2 separate regions of the Anas platyrhynchos genome follow, and region 2 is linked to region 1. Evidence: chromatin contacts called from public Hi-C data. All regions are on one chromosome and are shown on one strand. The core of a region is the stretch at or near the end of the contact, and the rest is flanking DNA. Distances in the headings are between cores, read along the strand shown.

Region 1 (4,954 bases), core at 1,249-3,748:
AGCTAAGTCTGCAGATTTTCATTTTAAGAGGTCTTCTGTCCCTCTTCAGTGAAGTAAGCAGAAAATTATTGTAGCCTCTGGTAATTCTTAAATATCTCAAGTATGAATTTTAAATTTGCCAATGAAAAATATCCAGATTACATGCTTCCAGTTCTCACTTATGGTACTGAGTAGGAATTTTTTTTTATATCAAGGCAACCTGTGCTTGTTGCATTCCTGGGTTTTGACAGTCATTGAGTAATTACAGTGTTAGAGCCATTTGAACAGTGGCATGTACAAATATCACATTACAAGAAACAAGCTAGATAACCAGTTCTGCACCAAATATGACCATCTAGAAGTTCAGGGATTAGGAAACCCTAAAAAACAAGGTTTTAGGAAAGGGTTTAGGAAAAAAAGATTATTTGTAACCTTGCAGAATCTTCAAACCAATTATCTGAACACTTTAACTTTCATTGGGCCTGTTACCACTCACATTTAGTGTATTCCTGATTGATATGCAGGGAGGAGTTTTTTTTTACAGGGATATGCATTCAGCCACACATTTGGTTCTTTTCTTCCCAGAACTTACCTATGCTACCGAGAGGAAATGTACTTACTTTATATGTCCCAAAAATTATTTTAAAATGGAAGCGTAAAATTTACCTGTAAGCTGCCTTGCATCTTTGCATGTATAGTTCCTAGTAAGAAGCAAGTGGCAGACCAGAAATAGCATGTAGGTTTTTGGTGTGGGGTTCTGTTTTTTTGTGTGTTTGTTTGTTTTTGCATAGTAGTACAGAGGAAGCTACTTCTCTTGCCTCTGTTAGCTAGCATGTTCTGTTCTAGTTGTGTTACGATTACCACTTGAGTGAAACAAAATCCTTCAGTGAGTGTCAGTAGAGGAAGGTTAGAGAAGTCTGATTTTTATGGTGTGAAAGTTCCAGTGCTGGTTGTGATAAAAGTGTATTTCCATAACTATTTAAGGAGGAATCCTGCAAAGCTTGATTTTAATTTATTAGAAACTGACTACTGTAACTTCTGTTCATCATTGTTCTCTTCCAAAATAGGTTTATCTACATGCAGATCAATGGACAGAACAGTTACACAGTTATACTGCAGCTGAAGTCTGGCACTTGGAATTGATTCACCGCTGTAATTGTGACTAAAATCCCATAAATCCATTGGCTCATGTAGAGCCAGCTCTTACTTTGCTTAATAGCTCCGAATGAACGTGGCTATAGCTAGGACTTGCAAGGAGTAGTTTAATTGTACTGGTGAGATTGTACATAGGATGAACAGGAAGTGAGAAAATGGTTTGTTATTTGTGTTTCATTAGTTCTTCCCTTCAAGTCCTTGCCCGTAACAGTGAATTCCATGACCAAATTATTCAAAAGCTTCACCTCTTTCAGTTATATAGTCTTTTGGCACGGCATAGATGATGTGACCTATTTAAAATGGGAGATGCCCAGAAGTAAGGCAGTGCTGGACACTGCTTCTCTTGTTCTGAGTTTGGTATTCTGACCAGGAGACGTGAAGGAGGGCAGGCTCTGCAAGCAGCACTGCCACTGGAGGGGAGAAAGCTGTGGCAATGCTCCACAGGTTGTATATGGAATCTGTTCACAGCAGCTTGGAGCCTACAGTTTGTGTACACCAAACTGTTCCCACTATCAAAAAGATCTGCAGCATGTTATGCTGGTAGTTTCTAATGATATGTGAATTGAAATCTGGCCAGATTTACATTGTGGTTTTTAACATTTTTTTTTATTATTCCTGGGAACATATTTCTTCTGTAGTAAACTGCCTAATTGAGAAGTCTCTAGAACAACATGGAAGAGTCCAAGAATTGCAAGATCATGTGTTTTTGTTAATCTGACTGAAGGGAATAAGACTTTGTGCTCTGTATATAAATATTAACCTTCAGTCAGACCTCAGTATTGAAAGTTTGAAGTTCAGTGGTGGAATGCTGGAAAAGAATCTAAAAATGAAGAATTACTCTTTTATTAGAGACTTTGATTTTCAACATTTAGTATCAGTTACATTGTTATTTAACATACCTTAGTTACTTGAATTTAATGTATTAGTTGTTTAACATATTTAGTTGTTATTGTTGCATAGGCAGTTAATTGGAGGACAAGCAACGTGCAACTGAAAACATTAACCCAGATGAATGGAACTGATGCAGCTCAAACTGGTACAATCTCAGGGCTGATGTAAATGGATTTGTGCTTTACCAGGGCTGTGGGAGTAGCAGTATTGTGAGTTTGTGACTAGGGCAGACCACCGCACATGGAGTGGAGGAGACATCTGAGTGATGATAAAGCTGTGGCAGACAAACACAGACGTTTAAATTAAGCATGCTGTGTCTGTAAACATTAGTACTTTCGGGAAATGAAAGCCTTGCCTAGTGTGTGTATTTGGGGCTGAGGATCTCAGGTACCCCATGTTCTCTTCAGGTCCTACTGCTGCTTTACACCAGGGAAAACACGAGGTTCGCCACTGGAGGGCGATGAATGCACACCCGTGTTGAAGGGACTGCGGACATGGTTAAAAGCCAGCTGAAGGAGCCGAGCAGCTCTGCCAGCATCACCCACATGGCATGCGTTTGTCAGCAGCAAGAGCTGAATCTTTGTCAGGAGCTCAGTTGCTTCGACTGATTTCATACATGTCCCACGTGCCTTCTTAGACCCAGTTTTCCACATTGTCCTAGGGCCCTCACCCCAGCCCCTTGCTTTGACAATAGTTGTGCTGCCAACTGCCTTTCTCCAGACTCACTTCTCAGCCTTTCCTGCTGTGCTCCTGAGGGCCTGAGCTCCTTCCCTCCTCCCCTCTCTGCTGGTGTTGGCAGGTGCACGAGGTGAGGTTGCCCAGAGCCCTGCCCGCAGGTTCCCCCATCCTTCAGTCACACCCAGCCCGTGGCAGCCGCTGCCTGCTGTTGGTCCAGGGCCAGGCCTCGGGCTTTGGGCGCGTCCTGGTGATTCAGCTTAACTGGGGCTGAGAAGATTTTTTCCAGGAACAAGGTTATGCAGAGCTGTGAAACAACATTCTTGGTTTGCTGCAAACTGATGCTTTCTAGTACAAACATATTTTCCTACACTTAAGAAAAAAATTGCTGTCTTTCAAGTTGTCCTTTTCTGACTGTTCTGCGCAGGGAAGGGAGGTCATGACATGAGCAGTTCCAGTCTCAGCAATCCCACCTGACAAACAGGCAAGCAACCACAACCAGGATCCTAAATGGAGCCAGTCCAGCAGTCTTGCTAAGCAGATCCTGGCTTGATCAATTTTGCTGTACAGAACAAGTCAGGTAAACTTCCCTCCTCTGTTGCTGCTGTGCCACACACTGTTAAAAACTGCTGTTGTAGTGGCTGTGGCCGTGACAACCCCTGACTGAACCCTCACCATCACCCGAAGAGGGATGATTCAGTTGTGAGGAACTAGCCTCGTTTGTCCTCTCTGCGTAGAAGCACCTCTCCATTTCACAGCTTGGAGGGTTTCCCGGGAGCTCTCTGCCAGGGAACATTTCTCGCCATGTTAAAGAGCCAATTAAATGGACTGACAGTGTTTGCTTTGTAAACAAGTCCTCTCTGTGATACAAGAGAGACGTTTGCTGAACACAAATGTTTGGAGGGTAAAGCACTAGTGTGTGCTCTGCAAGACACTGAGCCTGGGACGTGTGCTAGAGTCTGCATCTCCATGAAGCTTCTCCCTAGGGTATTCAGGAGTGGTCTCCGTGCTCTGGTGAGGCTCCTGGTGCGCAGCGTGGGCACTGAAAGGAACAGCTCTCTGCCAGCCGCCCGGTGCCTAACTCCTCTCTGAAGGTGGGACGCTGCTCTCAGGGCCCTGACGGCCCTCCCCTTGCTTCCCTCCCAGAGCTTTGGCCGCTTGTGTCAAGGCACAGCTCTGCCACCTTGAGGTGGGCTGCTGGGAGAAGTGCAAGGGGTGAGGAAGAGCTGGGAGAAACCCTGGGAGATGCCCTCCTCCTTCCTCTCAGGAGCTTTCTCTCTCAGCCTGCTCCTGCTGCTTCCTGACAATGGCCACACATCAAGCCCGCGATCAGTACTTGCTCTGCCTGATGTCTCTTGCGAGGGAATGAAGCCTTAACGCCAAAGACAAGTTTGGAGTGACAGAGGTTGAAAGGGATCACGAGTGTCAAATGATTCGAGGAGAGACATTTTCATGCTCTCTTTCTCTGAGGCGAGCAGACTGAATAGAGAAACTAGATAAGGAGATAAACAGAGAAAACCAAAGCAGATGGAGGTGAATGAGCAAATATAATCCAATAATAATAATGAGCTAATGTCAAAGGTTAATAATAAACCCTAAAATAAATATAAACCAAATATTTAAATGTTTGGTTTGCATTTTAGGGTTTCATGCTCTCTGATACTGCATAGCGCCTTTTTCCACCATGCAGAGAACACTGTCAGTTTCCATAAAATTTATACATAACCAAGCTGGTTCCTCAAACACGACATTTATTCCTTCCCTCCGGGTCAGGAGGCAGCAGTCTCCCTGCTGGCACAAGCAGGGCCCGTGTACACAGGGGAATATCTTGTGTCACCTCAGCTGCTCTGGCCGCGGGGCATCAGGGCCTCAGACTGTCTCAGTTTCAAGAAGCTACTCTGATTTATGTGCCTTATGCCACCTAGTTCTCAGTGCATCGTAAAAAACCCATCCAGCATTAAAGCTGCCGTGTGCCCGCGCTCTAACTGGACTGTCTTGCAATGAACTTCTCTGCCAGCTGCTCGTACTCGTCATTCACCGGCCATTCCCATCACCCAGCCCACAAGTGAAAAGCCCTCGGCAATCTCCTGACCTTTCCCCCACGTGTACACCGCCAGCTCCTCTGCTGCCAGACCCATCTCCGTAACCCAGTGGCAGGAGCTGATGGCCCTCATGCTCTGCCGGGCTTCCAGCGAATGTAATGCTTCTCCAAGGACCCTGCAACCAGCGGTCTTAGCTGACGTTAGCTGGTTTC
Region 2 (4,954 bases), core at 1,534-4,033, 56 kb after region 1:
TATAGCCTCGGAGATTTTCTCAGGAGATAGGCCACTGTAGGATCTTGGGTTTAAAAAAACTGGCCAACTTCTGGGGTCCTCTGCTCTCCCCCTTCCACCAAGCAGTAGGTAGTCATTCACAGCCTTTTTTTTTGGGGGGGGGGGCATACTGGGAAGCTGTTTAACCTGATCCTGTTGCCACTCTTAACAAATCAAAATGGCAATGTTTGCTTATTAACAAGGGACAGTCTCTCTTCCCATGTAAATGAATCCACTGGAATAATATTCCTTGTTCTGGCTGGTCTCACTGCTAAAGTGAAATCCAGCATGCTGGCAATAGAATTCAAATATGCTTTTCAATGATTAGATATGCTTGCTAGGAATGTATCTAACCATTTATCCCCTTCTGGATTTTCTAATTAATTCTAGCAGATGTCAGCCAAGACCCTCAATATATCTCCAGTATTCTCTCCCCTCTTCAATTCCTCTACTACAAATGTACATAAATATCTAGGTAAATGGTATTAAAACCAAAACAGGAAAGCACAGTGAACAGCACCACAAATTTCTCCAAATCCTGCCTCTTTACATCAGTTCTGTCTTCACAGGGCAACGTGCTGTGGGGTGACACATGCAGAGGTTCCCAGCACCGAAGACTGGCCCTCTTAGGGATGGCTCTCCACAGTGCCGTTTCTGAACAGAGCTACTCTCCTGACCTTCCAAATCAACCTGCAAAAACCCTCCAGAAGATGCAGTGCAGTTTAACCAGACTAACTGCAGCTTTTCCAGCACCTTTCCCAAACCTCAGGCAAAGCAATGGGAAGAGATTTCAAATGCACGCTGTACAACTTATCAGACCTAGAACAACTCCCCTACCACTGTGCTTACTGTTTTCCCTCACTTTGCTCAGTTCATCTGAGCAGTAAGCTGGCAAAAATCCATTTATATTTAAGTAGAAGTCCCGTTTCTTTTAAAAGTACCCTAATACTACATGTCAAAATAGAAGCTGTGTTTAAACAAAAATAATGGCATTTCCAAGGCTAGTAAACAAAAGAAATATGCTGTATTGATAAGTATGATTTTAGTCATGTAATGACTTGAAGAATGCTGATGAGTTATGTATAGAAAGGAGAAAATCATCTTGTACTGCTGAGGTTGCTGCCAGAAACATGCCAGAGTTCACTGCATAACCTGTGAACAGCAGTGAATGCCTGCTATAAAATATTAATTAAACTGACATAGATGTAGATTATAAAATCTACATAAAATAGTTCACAAAAGGGATTAATAGAGATGCTGATTAGACAATGAAAAAAACAAAACAAAACAAAACAAAAAAAAAAAAAAAAAAAACAGATTCCTCCACCCATTCTCAATGTAGAATTCATCTGGTACTGTTAAGAAAAACATGATTAAATAAAAAATGGAGGAAAACAGGATTATTGAAGTTGTTTATTAATTGAATTATAATTTCCACCCATGTGTAATTCAACCACAAAGTTAATGAGAAGGAGTTTGTTGGTTTAGGGTTCTGACTGCTTTTGCAGTTTAGATCAGCTGCTTGTACTTGTAGTTGAGATCAATTCTTCATGAAACTGCACATGAAACACGGATCAAATGTGTCTAAAGCCTCAGACACATGAACACTTCTTTACATATGAAGTACTCAGACTTGATCTCCACCTAAGAAATCAGATGCATTTAGGCCTCCTATAAAAATAAAACCAAACAGTAACACAATTTTCATAAGACCTAGTTTAGGCTATGTCTGATCTGTGAATTTTGAGGTCATGGCACAACAGCATCTATGCTGTTATCCCACCCACAGAGGTGAGACTGGAGCTCCAGTATCAATAAATAGACTAAAAACAGCTCTAGTTTTAAACACTTCCGTGCCTTCTCCCTCATCCCTCACTTTGTTTTAGCCACTGCTCAAAAGCACCTTGTCAGCCCTTTTGCTGCTTCCTCTTTGGCACACCACCAAGGTGGCAACTCCCCATCTTCTCATCCAGCAAGCCCTGGCCCTCTAGAGCTAAGTGTGCCAGAGACAAAACTGCAAAAAAGTGGTCTCCATAGGAGTCTGCTATAGCAGGGGTTACTCCTGCCTTTCAGAGCACTGGTGGTGCTTGTATGGCAGAGGTTCAGACCTACTAGCTGCTGTTCTTTGGATGCTATTTCATCAAATATATATGTAGGTTGCCTAAGGTTTGTCCTCCAGTTGTGTTTCAGTTTGCTGGGTCATCTTAGTGTGACTCAGCTATTTGGCCAAGCAAGTTTAAATAACAGAGAATTACAAGATTAACCTATCAGAGGGAAATAGTACTGTTTGTCATGATTAAAATCTCCCTAGGAAGCTCAGTATATCTCTTATTTACATTTGTTTGTACGTGAAGAAAGACCGTACTCACGATGAGCAAGCATAAACAGAGCACACTCAGAGTACAACTTAAATCATGCTTATTACAGCTCATCGGCTTATCAGGCCGATGACCTGATTTTGCTGTGTAATGAAAAACTGATCTTTCAAATAATAAACATTCAGTCATGCAAAATAAAATACAAGGTGTAAAGATAGTGTATCACAACCAGAGCTCCCTCTTATAAACTGGAGAGTCCTAAGGAGGTGAAATTCCACATTTTATCAAAATCCATCAGGCTACAGTGCCTTGCTGCGTACAGAGACAATATGCAGCAGCTTTCTGCTGACCAGTAAGCCAGGTCTCCTCTGGGAGTAGTACACCATTACTGCAGTGTTAGGCAGGGACCATTCAGAGCCTTACTATTGCAGTTGGAGCCAAACCTCCACCAAGTTTTCCCGATGACAATGAAGGAGCCGGGCCCCATCTTGTGGACATTTCCTGGAGTGAGTAGGGCTGTGACAGCTGCTAACCACAGCGCTTGTAATGCAGTGCTGAAAAGTTAGCTCTGATAAGGATCAGCATCAGATCTTGCCTAAAATAGAGATTTACGTCTGGGCTGGGCAGCTAGGATTTACATGAAGAAAGCTCCTCCTTTCTCTCGAGGCAAACCATCCTCTCTTTTCTGCAGGTGTGGGGAACCCTGCCCAAATTAAGGGTTTCAAAGACCTGGAGAAGAGTTTACACACTGCCTGCAAGCTCCGTACTCATGCACTGGGGAAAGGTAGATGCAGGCAGATGAGAATGAACAGGAATGAAATGAGGGCACCCATCACCACCAAGGTGGACCAACCAAGCCTGGCAACAATTTAGCCCAGGCACCAGAAGCCACAGCATCCATAGCTGTGGGCTGTGAATGGCAGGAGAGCCTGGCTCCCCAGCAGGGCTTGAGAAGCCCTGGGCTGGCCACAACGGCTCAGACAGAGCGCGTTTGGGGAAAAGTACTGGGAGTTTTCCACATCTCTTCTGTAAAAGCTGCTCGCATAACCTGCAGCTCTGTGTCACACATGCTATGCCACAGCTGCAAAACCCAGCTCATCAGCTCCAGCTGAGGGGGCTCCCACAAAATGTATATTTTGCTTTCCCAACTACCTCAGGTTTTTTATTTTCTTGATAAGCAAAAAGTCTTATCATGCTCACACACACACTCATTTACTACCAAAACCATGTTAACGTGTGGCACTGTCTTCACCAGCCTGCAATATTTGGAGGATTTTTCTGAGGCTACCTAAGAACATGGTGACAGCAGCACCAAAGCCCAAAGCTCTCCCCTGGGAAGCGTGAATGCTGCAGGACCAGGGCCAAGATGTTCAGCTGAACATGACAAAGCTGGTGACTTGGTATGGCTGCAGGTATCTGGGGTGGGGAGGCCAGGAAGGGCCCCAGAGCTGCTCTGGGTTGGGGCTGAGCACGGTGTTCACCTTGCAGTAGTGTTGTTGGACACACTCAGCCCTCTGAGGTTTGCAGAGAAATGGTGGGAAAATGCATGGGAAATGGGAAAATGCATGGGCAATTCTGTTCAGTACAGCAATACATGTATATCTGAAACAAATATGTTTGAGATAATAAAAGTATTGTCTTCATGCATGCAAAAACAGGGTGTCTTCATGACAGCACCTGTGACTCCTCATAACGAAATAAAAACTGTAACTCAAGTAATGCCAAAATGAAAAGTCATACCCACAAGGACAGAAGAATGGATAAGTAGTTTCATTACTATTGATATCATAATGCAGAATAATGAAGCAAATACAAAGCAAGATAAATTCAAGCAACTTTTTAATGTCTAAAAGTCCTTTAGTCCAACTTTGAGCTCACAATCTTCTGTGAGTCTTGTAAAAAATAAAGAACTATAAGTTAAAATGTTCCTAGTTTTCAAAATAAAATATCTTCCAACTGACTGATTTCTTCTCTATAATTTAAATTGAACTCTAATCTTGAGGCCTAGTATTACTTCATGGTTTTTGTCAAATAAACATTTTGATCCAGTCAATCATATCCTTTCTAGCTTCTTCAATGTAAGGTTTATCATCAGGTTTCATGTCTTCTGGCTTCAGTTGTGCAAACCCATGAACCTGTCCAGGATAAACTTTAATTTTATATGCAACTTTACAGTACTGTTTCAACTTCTCCTCCAGTAAGGTAATCTGTAAAAGAAAGCATTTTTCTGTTAGCTTGTGGTTTTGTACGTTTGCCAAACTTGCTATTACTCATATTCCTACATCTTTGCCTTTTCTCCACTGTTATGTTTGAAGCAGGTTTTTGTTGATCAATAGATGAGAAAACCCTGCTGTGGAATTGTCCTGGTTTCAGTTAGCACAGAATTAATTTTCTTCCTAGTAGCTAGTGGAATGCTGTGTTTTGGCTTAGGATGAGAAGAGTGCTGATAACACCCCGATGCTTTAATTGTTGCAGAGCAGTGCTTATACTAAGCCAAGGACATCTCAGCCTTTTGCTCTGTCCTGCCAACGGGCAGGCTGGGGGTGCAGTAAGAGCTGGGAGGGGACAGACCCAGGACAGGTGACCCAAACTAGCCAAAGGGGTATTCCATACCATCT

What was found. A called contact is a pair of places that touch in the nucleus more often than the background predicts.
Region 2: a contact with region 1 is called in a Hi-C map of subcutaneous adipose tissue, with 2.0 times the contacts expected there. The contact joins two enhancer-like sites. A contact is called at or near these places in 4 of 8 Hi-C or Micro-C datasets (F1 follicle, liver, skeletal muscle and 1 more).

Annotation. Positions count from the first base shown.
Region 1 is chr2:75,327,098-75,332,051 of IASCAAS_PekinDuck_T2T, forward strand. No RefSeq gene overlaps it. Among named protein-coding and RNA genes, the nearest start is that of CCT5, 10 kb to the left of the region's middle. Within about 2 kb of position 2,499, at least 3 of the 8 cell types and tissues checked have an H3K27ac peak or open chromatin away from gene starts, as enhancers often do. A contact at or near this core is called in subcutaneous adipose tissue, where this site is marked.
Region 2 is chr2:75,382,753-75,387,706 of IASCAAS_PekinDuck_T2T, forward strand. LOC101802880 (carboxymethylenebutenolidase homolog) reads right to left here. Exons shown (of 6, transcript XM_005026098.6): 6 at 4,159-4,543. The coding sequence ends at 4,364. LOC140001919 (a long non-coding RNA gene) reads left to right here. Exons shown (of 3, transcript XR_011807711.1): 3 at 588-1,418. Among named protein-coding and RNA genes, the nearest start is that of CMBL, 12 kb to the left of the region's middle. Within about 2 kb of position 2,784, at least 4 of the 8 cell types and tissues checked have an H3K27ac peak or open chromatin away from gene starts, as enhancers often do. A contact at or near this core is called in subcutaneous adipose tissue, where this site is marked.